2 separate regions of the Zea mays genome follow, and region 2 is linked to region 1. A link is a contact called in public Hi-C data. All regions are on one chromosome and are shown on one strand. The core of a region is the stretch at or near the end of the contact, and the rest is flanking DNA. Distances in the headings are between cores, read along the strand shown. Region 1 holds the start of LOC103630734 (probable E3 ubiquitin-protein ligase ZFP1). Region 2 holds the start of LOC103630738 (Putative WRKY DNA-binding domain superfamily protein).

Region 1 (7,503 bases), core at 1,486-3,985:
ACCACAAAGGAGGGGCCACCGTGACCGTGATGACTACCACCACCGTGACCGTGATGACTACCGTGGTGGCGGCGGTGGTGGAAGGGGAAGAGGTAGCAGGTATGACAGGTACGATGACGGAGCAGGCAGAGGTGGCAGGCATGGCAGGTATGATGATGGAGCAGGCAGAGGCGGCAGACATGACAGGTATGATGATGGAGGAAGGCGCAGGCATGGTAGCCCCTCAAGGCGTGCAAGGAGCCCAGTCAGGGAAAGCAGCGAGGAGCGAAGGGCCAAGATTGAGCAGTGGAACCGTGAACGGGAGGGAAAACAGTGAGCTCTCCGTGGCTACTGTTTGCCGGACTTGTTGCTTAGCTCCGGCTCTCATCGCTATATTCTAAGTATGCTTGTGTGGATTGCATTCTGCATGGCTAAGTAAAACCTTTTAAGATCAGGATTCCTCGGTTCATTTTATGGTTAAACCAGACATCATTTGTTTCCATCTGTGTTGTGTCGGATCCTTTGCTATTATGTTATTTTGACAATTGGTGTCAAATCTTTTGTGGTGTGCTATTAGCTTATGATGATGTCAGTTGTGGTTTGTCACTAGATTTGCCATCTGGCTTTCAGTCGTGTGTTATGCTGTTCCATGGCGGATTTCTTGTTTTCCCTCTTCTCATTTTTGCTCAATGCTCCTAGACAGTGCTTGGGCTGCCGTCATTGTACTATGTGCAGTAGCACGGAGCAGGTTCTATTCAGTTTGAGCTGTCTTTTGTCTTGGGTTCATGGCAATCTGTGGTTTCTAGTTTTGCATTGTTTCACTTCGAGTGAAGTTTAAAATAGGGCTGCTCGTCCTGTTAGGGCCATGACATGGAAGGGAATGGCAATGGCGGTATCCTTGTTTCAATATCGCTGCATGTTGTCGGTGTCAATCCTGTGAGATCACATATGCGCCTTAAACAAACTTCATTTGACTCGTGATTTGTGCACGTGTGTAGCCCGAGTAGAAAACCAAAACCCACGGACAGTTGACTTTGCACGGTGTAGCCCGACTCGCTGGAAAAAAAAAGATCATGTCAGAGGTGGATTTTTTTAGAGCATTCCCTCGAGACGTTTCAGCCTTTCAGGTTACGTTTCTGGTTCTATATATAGTACGTAGGTTTTGACTTTGTATTTAAATATACATTATATCTGTATATAATATGGAGAGGGTCTAATTTTTTTTAAAATATGCTATAGTTTATAATAGAGTCACGGAGGAAGTGGAAAAGAATAAAACCGTTCGAAAGCCCTACTGAGGTAGGAAGATAATTAAAACAGTTTTGAGCTGCGGGCACTTGCATCATCTCTAAACGGTTTTAAGAGCTGACGATTTAGAACATCGGATTTTATGCTAGTTTGGGAACCCTATTCTTCCAGAAGATTTTCATTTTTCAAAGAAAAATAAACGAATTTACGTTAAGAAAATAGAAATTATTTAGGAGAATGGGGTTGCCCAAACTAACCTTCGTGAAGAAAACCTGAACCCTAACCACAGTGGTGGGGGAAAGTAGAAATCCTTTCGCCCTTAGATCCGCTCGAGCTCGTTCACAAAAGAAGATTCCCTCACCTGGCATCTCCCTCGGGAATATCCTGCTCGAGGGATCAGATCCTCCTTCGGACAATAGTTTCTTTTTTATTCCGTAAACTCGATCCATCCATACTCTGTCTGAAACTCTCATGTTCCATTTTGCTCTACGGTTCTACCGTCTCAGCTAATCCATCACGTAGCCTCAGGTGAAAAAAAAAGAGCAGCGCGCCAGGCAGTGCTACTCGGTCGGAGCCGCGGCGAGGACGGAGATGAGAGGACCTAGTATAGAGCACGTGAACGGCGCGCGGCCCTGGCCCTGGACCCTGGTCCTCGGTGGTCGTCTCCTCGCAGCCGCCGCGAAACCAGGCGCCGAGACCACAGCCACACCGGGGCTGCGACGAAGCCGCGTGACCAAAGAAAGCCATCGGGGGCGCGGCGCGGGCCATGTGCCGCACGAGAGCCGTTGCGTTGCGTGGCCACGGCGCCGCCAGACTCTGCTGGCTGCCGGCGCCCACCAACACAGGCTTGTATAGTTGTATGTACTGTCGCCATCCGCCGCGCCGGCGCGGCACGCTAAGGTCAGGTGTAAAAGTGACATGACGTGGGCACTGGCCGCGGGCGACGGGGACGACAGCACAGAGCGAACGATCGGCGAGCTGTGGTAAAGCGTAGCGTTTGCACAGCAGCCACTTGCAGAGGATAGGCAGAGTGGAGTCTTGTAGTGGATGAGGAGCCAGCCAACAACGGATCCAAGGAAAAACGATCACCGCGACTCCTTCTCTTCTCTGAAAGCACACACGAGAAGGAGACGTACTCTTCTTTCCCGAAAGCTTCGTCGCCGTAGCTCGTTTTAGGAGCCAACGTGACACGACACGACGAGCACACAGAGATTGGTTGGGAGGATAAGGATATGCTGGTTTGACGCATAAATAGCAGAAGAGACGAACAGATAAGCACGGCCAGCGCTAAAAAAAGACGGCATGGGCATGGGCATGGCATGGCACTGGCAGCCGCGCTGTCCGAGGCCCCGATGCAAAAGCGGCCCGAGACGGAAAACGTGAGCACGCGATTTGAATCACACCGCACCCTCTTTTTTTTTTTCTCAACCCCCTTGTCCAAACAAAACAGTACAGTAAAAAGAAACCCATTAAAAAAGCGTGAGACTGAGACAGGACAGCCCTCCTCCTCCTCCTCCTGGTCTATTTTTTCCTCTCCTTCCGTCCGTCCCCGAAAAGCTCCTCGCGCTTATAAGTACGCGACCCACCCGTACCGTCGCACCCTTCCGCCGGTCGACCGATCCCCCCCACCCCCACCGGATACCACCGCCTCCACCAACCGATTCCGTTCCATCCCCCCTCCCCCCTCGCTCGAGCGCGAGGCTTCTCTCCCCTCCCCTCCCTTCTCCTCCCCCCCCGGCGCGGATTCCTACAGCCAGCTCCCTCGCCGATCGCGGTCCCGTCCCGAGGTGATGCTTCCCGAATCGCCTCGTTCCCCACCTTCCTCGTCGAATTGTCTGGGCTGCGGACCAGCTCGCCGTGTCCCGTCCGTGCGACTGTGTCTGCGCGCGCGCGGGGGCGCGGGGCGGGGCGGGGAAGGAATCGGGTCCCCGGGCGCCCCGATTCGGGCCGCGATTGGGCGTTCGGCCAGCTGCGAGGACCTGTCTGTGAGTGTGTGAGGGGTCTCGTTCGAACGCCCTCGGGCGCGTCGCGTTTGGTTGGGGCATTCCTGCTGCAGACCGCGCCCGTCGCGGGAAGCTGCAGGAAGGAAGGGATTTTGCTTGTCCCGTCGGTGCACGGTTTTTGTTTTTGTTTTTGTCCCACAAGGATTCTGTGCTGCAACTGCGTGCTTCGGCTCGGTTCGATACGCAGCGAGCCAAGCTAACTTCATGGTTCAGGGATGTACTGTGGTGTGGAGCTCGGAGTCAACATTGTTGGTGATGCATGCAGCAGCGGACTCGGACTTGCGGTGTCGACGTATATCGTTTAAAATTTGTGCGGCGTAGTATTTTTTTTCTTCTTCTTCTTCGATTGGGATGGTTGTACAGATTGAGACTCTACTAACCACGGTCAGCATACAGCTTGTTCGCTGCGGCTTGCTGCGGCTGCAATCCGGCTGCGGCTGCGGCTTCTACAGTATTTTTCTCTCTATGGATTGCAGCTGCAGCAGTCCAAACAGCTGCAACAGTGTCGGCTTGTAGCCAGCCGAACACGCCCATAGGCTTTAGGTAGTCCCCGGATAACTTCACGTGGGAATGGCAGACCCTTAGTGCTAATTTGGGAGCCACAAAACAAAACCGGAGGGGATTAGAGGGGCTAAAATCCCCTTCTTATTGAAAATTGAATATTTATCCCCTCCGGTTTTTGTACTTCCAAACTAGCCCTTAGTTGAATGTGGACAGGAGATAGCTGTGCCGCCCTGCTGTCGTGTTCATTGCTGCTTAGCAATGATACTTGGTTTTAATGATCAGGGAATGGTTTGGACTTTGAATGTTGTATCTGAGCTTAGGTTTGGTTTGAAGAATTTAGTTAGAGCACGTTCTTTGTTTCAATTTTAGAATCAAGTGTTTTCAGTTATTTGCTACTTGGGTATGAAGTTTTTCAGTTGCTAGTGTTGTGGATCTTGGTAGTTTTTTGTTGGGCCTTTTTAGGGTCTGTTGAGGGGGAAAGGGTTTTTCCTACCTGCTATATTGCACTGGAAGACAATGCATTCTGCAAATGAGTTTACAACACTAGCCAACAAGAGTTTGGTAGGGTTGTTGCGCTTGCAATCATATATCCATATAACATCTCGTCAAAGTTAATGCCATTTAATCTATCCTTTTTGTGGTTGCTTTAGATTTATGAGTCTCGACAACTTAACTTTGCAATATAAGCTCCGTAACAAGGGCACGGATGGGCACAGAGGAACAGAAACGCCAAACTCCAAGAAAGGCGCAGACTCGGTAACGGACAAGTAAATAAATGTGCTAGGTTGCTAAATTTATCGACCCCATCCCATCTGAAAGCCTCTAATCTTCTTAAACAAGTAAAGCAAAAGCTGAATCTTTCAAGTAAGGCAAGCTATTACTAAAATGGCTTACCAATCAATTTATTCCCAACCATGGAATCTGAATTGTCGTAATTGTTTATATGAGTTGTCATAACTTGTTGTGCAGCTTACATATTGTCGTTTCACTGTTTGGACCTATGCCCGTAATTACTCTTCCCCCAAGTCAAACAACTCATCCTTGAGTTTGTGATGGACATGGTTGATGCGAGGGTATGATGTCCACATGACACAACACGAGGGGAACCACAAAATAATTTATTTGTTGCTTTTAGAGTACTCTTTCACCCTCTTTCCACTACCTCCCTCTCCTTTGGCAATCTCGTCCACGGTGGGCCAAACTTAGGTTTACCAATTTGCATCGTGTCACGTCCTTTGTTTGTAGGAGCATGGAGCAATGAGTGAACACACCCTGGTTACATGATACTTCGATTGCTATGCTTTTTTCTGTTCTTTTTTTTTTCATTCTACCCCTGCAATGTAGTGCAAGCTTGAGTCTCTCTGTCAGATTTTCTTTATTCTTCCCATGCTACCTTTGCTAACTGCATGGATTCTCTTTAGCGACTGTTTAAGTTCTTATGTAGTGAACTACATACTCTCTTAATGTGTGTTTGAAGTTTGGGATTTTGTTCAGATCAAGCATTTCACATCCAGTGGTCTACATTGTAATTGTAGGATTAACGTGTCACAAACTAGATACATTGCATCATAGCCAGATTAGTAATTAACATCATCAGATATGTGTTTAACTATGTGGAAGCGTAGTAATTGACTACAGGAAGATTTGAAGGCAATAGAAACTAGTTCACCAGGTAACTGTAAATTAGGCTTTGTAAAATGACCCCAATTGCATGTCCCAATGTTGTGACTAGTCGGCACTTATCTATCAACTAGTTGTACACTAGTTACCATTCTACCCTACAGGTAACAAAAACGTTGCATGACACCAAGTGTTAATGCCTTTAGTAAACACAGTCATCTTCATATAACCAATGAACATTTTTGTTACCTGTAGGGTTGTGGACCAAGTTATCAAGGCCTCTTCATATCAGCAAGAATTAAACTATTTTACATTTTTCTTATATATGAGCTATTCAATATCTTCTGCTACCTAGACCCAGTCCCGTGCAAGTTTATTTTGTTAATATTTTGTCCCCACTTGCAAGCTTCAGCATGTACTTGGAATTATCCTGTCTGCTATCATTAAACAAGATGTGCTTTGCATTTACATCTCTTGTTATCCATATTAGATTGAATGCTGACCATGTTTGGTAAAAAATCTCGTTTGCAGGGAGAGGTGATGATAAAGGATATTTGCTGACCAAACTTGCAGTAGTTCTTCTTTAAGGAAATAGAACTTGGCGTCATGACACATAGAAATATGCTCTGGACACATCAGTCTGTTAATCCTGAATGGGAGCAAAGACATGCCCAAGTTCAACCAGGAAGTTCCTATTATGCAGGCACTGCAAGTGATTCATCCAACCTGGGTGTGCAAGTTGCTGTGGGAGTTCCAGGAAATACTGCTAATGTTGGTATATGTGATTTGCGGAATCATGAGTGCCCGCATGTTCATAATTCATACCCACATGCCGGTGTTACATCAAGATTTGTCTTCCCAACTACTATGTACAACCCTAGCATGTCAGCAGCAGCTGTCAACATATATATTCCTCAGACTCAAAGCTTTGGACTAGGCAGTGTGCTACCACCATCTTTACATAATCAAGTTCCCACAGGAACTATTGATGAGAGTAGCAGCAGTGTCAATTTTGGTGATAGTGCTATTGGATTCATGAAAAGGAAAAATGCAGTAGTTGCTGGAAGCCATCATTTTCTTCATGGATTTGCTGGGTCAAGTTCATCTGTTCATGTGCCTCAGAATCCTGTGCATGGGCCATGGAATCCTTCATCTCAATCAAATTGTTTACCCAGTTCTGCAGCTTCAAACCTACCAGAATACCACAATAGTAATGGGTGGCCATACTTAGAAGAATCTTCTGCAGATGCTTCAAACAGTTTCAGTTCTGTGGCTGCTTGCCAGGAGCTGGCACCTCATGGTAACTATTTATATCCAGCTTGTCACATAAGCCAGTCCAATACATGGGTTCCACAGCCTGCAGGTTATGGAGTACCACAGTGGGGATATAGTAATGCAGTGGTCAATCCTCCAGGTTAGTAGACCTTCTGAATAAAGATATATTCATCTGGTGTTTTGCTGAATTATGAATTAAGGAATCGTCTCACAGTTTACAGTTTATTTAATTACCATTTTTTTATTAGATTTGCTAATAAGGTTAGCAGTAAATTTCTGCTATCATGGATTGACTGACCATTGAATGGAAATCTTTGAGTGTGAGATTAGTAATACTTGGCAGGATTACTGTTTTTTATTAGATTTGCTAATATGGTTAGCAGTAAATTTCTGTTATCATGGATTGACTGGCCATTGAATGAAATCTTTGAGTGTGAGATTAGTGATGTACTTGGCATTGGCAACTCTTGATTTTAACTTGTTTTGTTCATCAGGAACTGCAGACATGTCAAATGGGCCACTGCCTCATTTCTGCCAGAATAGTATGCAGGCACCTCAAATACAAGTGTCCCATCAACAGTTCATCGGTAACAATGCGGTGCATGGTTTAAATCCTTCTGCCACAGGCCTTCCTTTACATCCAAGAATGCTGGCTCTCCCATTCAATGCTGAGCACACTTTTGGGCATCCAATGCACCCACCTCTGATAAACCAAGTTAACAATGGGGCTTTAAGAATTCTGCCATACCAGGTGGCTTCATATTTGCAAATTTTTACCCGTAAAGTTATTGCTTAGTTGCATGTACTCCCCCCGTTCGTTTTTATATGTCTCCCGTTGGTATAAAGTTGAACTGTGTGGCGTCAAATAAATAAA
Region 2 (6,575 bases), core at 1,525-4,024, 230 kb after region 1:
ACACACAGATGCATGGGAACTCACGGCGGAGTTGATGGGATGAAATGGTTTTCTTCTGGATCATCACCAGACAGGCAGACAGGACGACGGGTGCCTCTGGTTGCCGTACACGGTGCGGATTAGGGGAGGACACGGTCTTTGCGCCTCGCCGTTTGATCGACGTGATTGTTTGCCTGTGTACTACTCCCTCCCGCTGTCGTTCTTTTTGTTTCTCGCATTTTAAGTTCAAAAATGAACTAAGAGGCGATAATTATTCGAGAACGAACATATTACTTGCCAGTGGTCGCTGTCATCCTGTAAGCAAAAAAAAGTTATTGGGCCCAAAAGCGTTTTTTTTTTTTGTGGATAGTGGTTTGTCCTTTTCCAGACATCTGCAGATTTGCGCTTTGACTTTGGTTCGGCCGGCCGCTGCCTGCTGCTATGCCAAAGACTCTCGGGGACCGTGGCCCAAGAGCTTTGTGAATAAGAAAACAGACGGTGCCAAAGGTTTCCTAGCTAGCTACCCCACTGTGTTCAATGTCTATACACTACTAGTGGCTGCGCAATGCCTCTATTATATGCACAGATCTTTGCCCCTCCGTCTGAAAGAGTCTGGACTACTCTGAATCTCTCGTTGCATTTGCATCCCGGCAAAACACACACACACACACAAACGAAGAATGCACGTTGTCTGCCTGCCTGTCTTGCTTGACTGGTTAAGCTAATTAAGCGCCCGCGTCAGATCGACGACCAACCGTTGATGGGATTCATCACCAAACCGTCAAGCCCGTAAAGAAATCCCCAGCTACTACTGCGTGTGTTCGAGTTTTGTTAGTTAGTTAGTGTTCGCATAAATATTGCAGTGTGCCTGCGATCTTCAAACGCCTATAATTGGCGGTTGGTGAGCGATCTGCTATGCCATTCCATGCATACCTGAAGCAACGCGCGATCGCCCTAGCTAGTTGCATGCATGCCACGGGAAAACTAGCTAGCAAAGTCAACGCGATTACGGTAGCAATGCGAAATAAAAGGTCCTATAATTACGATAACCATGCAAAAGGTCGATATTTCGACGGTGTCAATCCTGACCCTCCTTGAACTCGAGGCGTCATTTGGTCAAAACTCGATCGCGTCAAAAATCGCAGTAATGCGAACTCGGATCCGCTGCGCTATAAACCGTGCAGTGGGGTGGGACACATGGTACGCAGACCATCAACGGATGATGCGGCGGCGGCCGGAGAGAGATCCTGCACCACACACGCAGGCACCGAGACAGGAGAGGCTACTAGGCTCAGTGTCCACCTCGCCGCCGCCGCCGCCACAGGCGTCGACGTCGCGGCGGCCGCCCGCGCCAACGCCAAACAGGACCTTTTCCTCCGCGCACTGCTGCACAACACACAAGTCGCGCGAGAGAACACAGCCAGGCAGCCTGGGCACGCAGCGCACCCGCACCCGCGCCCGCGCCCGCGCGTCAAATCAGGCGAAACGCGCACGAAACCGGAGTCCGGAGGCCGCGGTACACGTATACGCCGTCGCAGGCCCCGGCGCGGTCCGCGGTCGGCCCGCCCGCGACCAACCAACATTGCGACCTGTCCGGCCGTGACGTGAGCTGTCCCGGTCCATGCCGGACAGCGCGCGGGCGGACTCGCTCGCTCGCTTTAATTCGTCCAGACTAGTACTAGTGAGCGGCGCCAGGCATCTCTCGCCGCCGCCCGCCCGCCCGCCGGCGGTGGCCGCCTCGCACGCCGTGGTGGCCCGCTAGATGCTCCGTCCGCGCGGCGCCGTCGGATCGGGATCGGGCGCGGGAGGCGTCGGTTAGGCACCGGCGGGGTCAGGCTGGCGTCAGCCGGTGCGCGCACCTGGGTCGGAGGAGTGGGGCCGGTCAAAGCGGCACGGACACGTGGCGGTGAGGCTGCGTTTGAACGGTTTGACGTAGCGCGGCGGTTTGACCTACGTGACTGGGTGCACCCGGTAGCCGTCGCTGACTCACCAGATGCGTACAGTATGCAGTTGCACTCGCTAGCAGCTAAACTAAAACTCCAGTACTGGTGTGGTTGGCTGGCTTCGCTGTTGGTAACCAGACAAATCCTTGTCTGAAACAAACAGCTCCACGAGGGAGGTAACCAGTTAAGGGCTTATGCTATTTCTAGTGGAGATTTCTTCGTTTGGGTTTCATATTAAATAAATGTTCCGCCATGTTTCATAATATGATGAAAAAAGATATTAAGGAGGGAGATAGGATTTTATGGGAGATGGAGAGTTTCATTTAGATGAAACCCACAAATAATACACGGTTTTATAGATGTGTTATTCATAGAAACAACGTAATGAAACCTTGCATTATTGTGAATATATAGTCTTAGATTTAATTCACTTGCAAATAAATCCCACGTCTCACTGCAAATGAATTATAAGAAATTAATAAATGGGGTGCCCAAAAACATGTATTATTACCTTCAGAAACAATAATATGTATGTGTACTATATATACAGTCTAGCAGGAGAATCTGATCGGTCCACAAATAAAAAAGATAGAAGTTTGGCATGTTCCATGCGGTCCAACAATTTGCTAAGGGATGTGTGCGCGGTAACGAAGTCAAACAGTATATATAAGAACTGACACCGACTACTGCCCATGCATGCGAATTGGTAAAAAGAGAGTGTATAATATGTTACTATGGCTTGAAGGAAATAAATCCATTATTAGCTTTATGATCAAGCAGTATAATCCCAAAAGGCAGTTTAATTTACTCCACTAGCTAGCCATCCTTATTACTTATTAGCCAGCCCTCTCTCACTCTCACCCAACCACCCATATCTCTCCTTCTCCTGATCCTTTCCCCACACACGATCACACTCTACAAAGCTAGCTCCCTCGCTTACACACCTCTCCCTTTCCTCACCCTTCTCTCCACTGCGCCATACTCGATCTATACTAGAAGAGCTTAGAGACCACCAGCGCCGCAGCTCGATCGGAGGCTTGATCTGAGGAGAGGAGAGGTAGCCCACCAGCTGCTGCTCCTGCCGGCCGAACCAGCAACCATGTCGGGAGCCAGGCATGACCACCACATGCTGTCCGGGGACTTCGTGTCCCACGACGAGCTGGCGGCGATGTTCGAGCACCAGCGGGCCGACGCGGCACCACCAGCGACGCAGCAGCCGTGGTTCATGGACTACCTGCACGCGGTGGCGTCGCCTCTGGACTGCGACGCCTTCGTTTCGGGCTTCGACGACGTGCCGCCGACCGTTGACGAGATAGTCAAGAGGGAGCTTCTTGTGGACACCGCGGCCACCGGCGGCGCCGGAGCGACGACGACGGCGCCGCTGACGCCCAACAGCATGTCGATGTCGTCCACGTCCAGCGAGGCCTGTGGCGCCGGGGCGGGCGAGGAGTTGGCGACCGCCGGCAAGTCCAAGAAGGAGGAAGGCGACGGGGAGGGGTTCGAGAGCAAGGACGGAGACGCGGCGGCGGCCAAGGGAGACGCGCAAGGGCAGGAGAAGAGCAAGAAAGGGTGAGTTCATCTCATCAGATCCCCGTCACCTCTTCATCCGAAAAATCTATCTGATCCGGATCTAGCTTGGAGTTCTTTATTTGATTATATTACATCGTCAGCTATAGATGTGCTACATATTCACTTGCTGAAGTACTATATATATTAAGCCGTCTGATTTCTCAAGCTTTTAGGTTCTAGCTTCATCGCGCGCTGGAAAAGTTTTCATCGGATCGGATTTGTCGTTGATCTTTTAGAACACGAATCGTTCAAGACGATCTGGAGCATGCAGGTCTATCTGGAGTAATTCCTTACTGGCCGGGCCGACGATCTAGCTTGTTCACACCGTTCACACACACACACACACATGCATAACATAATACCCAGTGTTCCTTTTGTCGTCCAACACCTTTGATCTGGACAAGGCGTGTGAACCCTGCTAGGGTTTCTCATTGAGTATGCGCTGCATGCTGCATGCCCAAGAAAAAGAAAACAAAAAAAGAACTTGATGTCTTGATCTTATTTTAATTTATATAGGGCAGTACGTACGTTATACACTTATACACCAAAGTTGATCGATCGGCCGGTGTTTGTTTTCAAACATCTTTTTTTGATTCCTTCACAGATCGTCCCGGTGGTTTTCGTCTTGCTCTTGGCATCTCTACATCCAATTTGACTGCACCAACTGCCGCTTTCGTAGTTAACCACGCACCCGCCCGGGAAGGATGATTTAAGATCAGCAGACGATGTAGAACCAGTCGAATCAGGTAGCCTCTGTGCGTGCGTTGGCCATAAATTGCCCAACCGATCCATAAATTTGGCCGAGACTTAGCCTTTTGCCACACTTCCCCTTTTAATTTGCCGCGACCTGTGACGACGACGGATCTCCAAATTAATCCCAGCAGAAATCGAGCAGAGCTCAGCTCAAGAACGTAACGCTACGACTGCATGCAGGCCGTCAATTCTAGTGTGAACCTGTCGGCGTGAGGAAATGTATGTGTGGGCGGCGCCGGAACGTCCATACGTAGACTCTCTCTTCCACGGCACCCATGCATGTTTGAATGTGCAGTCTCTTGATTTGTACGTTAGTTTGTACTAGTAGTATACTAGTATGCACACGCAGCACGTGTAGCACATACACACACCGGCCAAAAGCTGGCTTGCTAGCTAGCAAAAGGCGTTCAAATTAATCAGCCCAGCGCTTGTACGTGTGTTCGAAAGTTTTGAATAGACGATTGATTGACCAATAATAATGCATGTTGGCATGTGTGTGTGTGTATGCATGTGGGTCGTCTGCACGCAGGGCGGCCAACAAGGGGAAGGTGAAGGGCGAGAAGCGGCCGCGGCAGCCACGGTTCGCGTTCATGACCAAGAGCGAGGTCGATCACCTCGAGGACGGCTACCGGTGGCGCAAGTACGGCCAGAAAGCCGTCAAGAACAGCCCGTTTCCGAGGTACATACATACCTACATAATGCTACATATGCGTACCCTTTTTTTTCCCTCTCTTTTTACACAAAAGCTCTATATATGATGCACGTACGAATTAGCTAGCTAGCTAGGGTTCCCACACGACACGAGCGAGCAGCAATGAGCATATGGTGACCACGTCGTACTGACTGATACAATAATGCAACGATATGATGCATGGGCGCGCAGGAGCTACTACCGGTGCACGACGCAGAAGTGCCCGGTGAAGAAGCGGGTGGAGCGGTCGTACCAGGACGCGGCGGTGGTGATCACCACGTACGAGGGCAAGCATACGCACCCCATCCCCGCCACGCTGCGCGGGAGCACGCACCTCCTCGCCGCCTCCGCGCACCACCCGATGAGCGGCCTCCACCACCACCACCACCTCCGGGTGCCGGCGGCGCTCGGCGGCGCCAATGACGCCTTCGACGCGCTCGGGCTCCTGCAGCAGCAGGCCCACCACCACGGCGCCGTCATGCAGCAGCTGATGGCGGCCGTCGGCGGCGACGGCGGCGCCGGGCTGCAGCAGGTGAACGCTGCCGCCATGTCGGGCCACGTGGCGCTGGCGGCGGACGACCAGCACGGCTGGGCTGCCGCCATCGCAGGTGTGGGAGCGGCGGCCGGCGGTAGTACCACTGCTACTGCCACCGCTGCGGCGGCAACTCCTGCTGCTGCTGCTAGCGCTCCGCTCCGGATGCAGCACTTCATGGCGCAGGACTACGCTGGGCTCCTGCAGGACATGTTCCCACCCTTCGTTCACAGCAGCGACGGTGGCCACCATCATCACCACCACTGAATGATGACGACACGGAGAGTTTTTCTGCCTTGAACGATCGATCGATCGATCGGGAGCTAGCCATCGATGATGATAGCCAGAGCGATTTGGTACGTTGCTGTTAACTTTTGCTGTCACCTGTACGATGATGCGATCTGAGGTCGTAGCTAGTAGCGTAGTAGCATCGTCGATCAGTAGTAGTACGTACCAGGATCGAGTTTGTTGTACATGTACCTGATTACTAATTAATGAGCTCATCATCAAAGCTTTGCGCTTAAATTTCGTCATTAATTATAAAGCTGGAGGGCACGCATGCCTGTAGTAGTACAGCAGTACGACTACCGTTGAGCGGTCGCGGTACTCCTCTGGCTACAGTCTACTATAATTATGCCGTTTGATTCCTTTATTAACACATGACACACAGCGCCATATATATATGATCACATGTTTTCAGCATAGCCCAGGTCAATTTCTGAAGGCTCCTTTCCATTAATTATTATGGATCAACACGCACATCGTCTGCATATATTACGATCGTCCTCTCTGTTTATGGATTGAAACCTGTGCGCGTGCTGCTCCTTTCCATTAGACGCATCTGTGCTCCTCTCTGTGTATGTATAGTAGTACCATATACATCGTCATGGCATGCGTCGTGAAGAACTAAAAATGAAAGGAGAAAGAAAGAAAAAGGAACCATGCACATGTAATGTAAGGCGCGCGAGCGCGCACCCAAAGTGGCAGTTGGCGTTATCGCTTTGACTATGCGAAGACGATTGTGTTCCCGTGCATATGCATGTAGTAGTGCGCGGTACACATATAGACCGTGTACTTGACATGAAATACACCAACCATGTAGTAGTCG

Evidence for each region. Hi-C and Micro-C count contacts between places; a contact is called where the count stands out from the background.
Region 2: a Hi-C map of tassel shows a contact between it and region 1, with 2.1 times the contacts expected there. The contact joins the promoter of LOC103630738 here to the promoter of LOC103630734 in region 1. A contact is called at or near these places in 2 of 25 Hi-C or Micro-C datasets (bundle sheath and tassel).

Annotation. Positions count from the first base shown.
Region 1 is chr6:176,031,492-176,038,994 of Zm-B73-REFERENCE-NAM-5.0, forward strand. It overlaps LOC103630734 (probable E3 ubiquitin-protein ligase ZFP1), which reads left to right and starts at 2,736. Exons shown (of 6, transcript XM_008651779.3): 1 at 2,736-3,014; 2 at 5,886-6,768; 3 at 7,124-7,380. The coding sequence starts at 5,961. It overlaps LOC100191858 (splicing factor U2af subunit), which reads left to right. Exons shown (of 2, transcript NM_001137282.1): 2 at 1-644. The coding sequence ends at 316.
Region 2 is chr6:176,259,855-176,266,429 of Zm-B73-REFERENCE-NAM-5.0, forward strand. It overlaps LOC103630738 (Putative WRKY DNA-binding domain superfamily protein), which reads left to right and starts at 2,775. Exons shown (of 3, transcript XM_008651793.2): 1 at 2,775-3,491; 2 at 4,774-4,923; 3 at 5,128-5,988. The coding sequence starts at 3,022. The coding sequence ends at 5,734.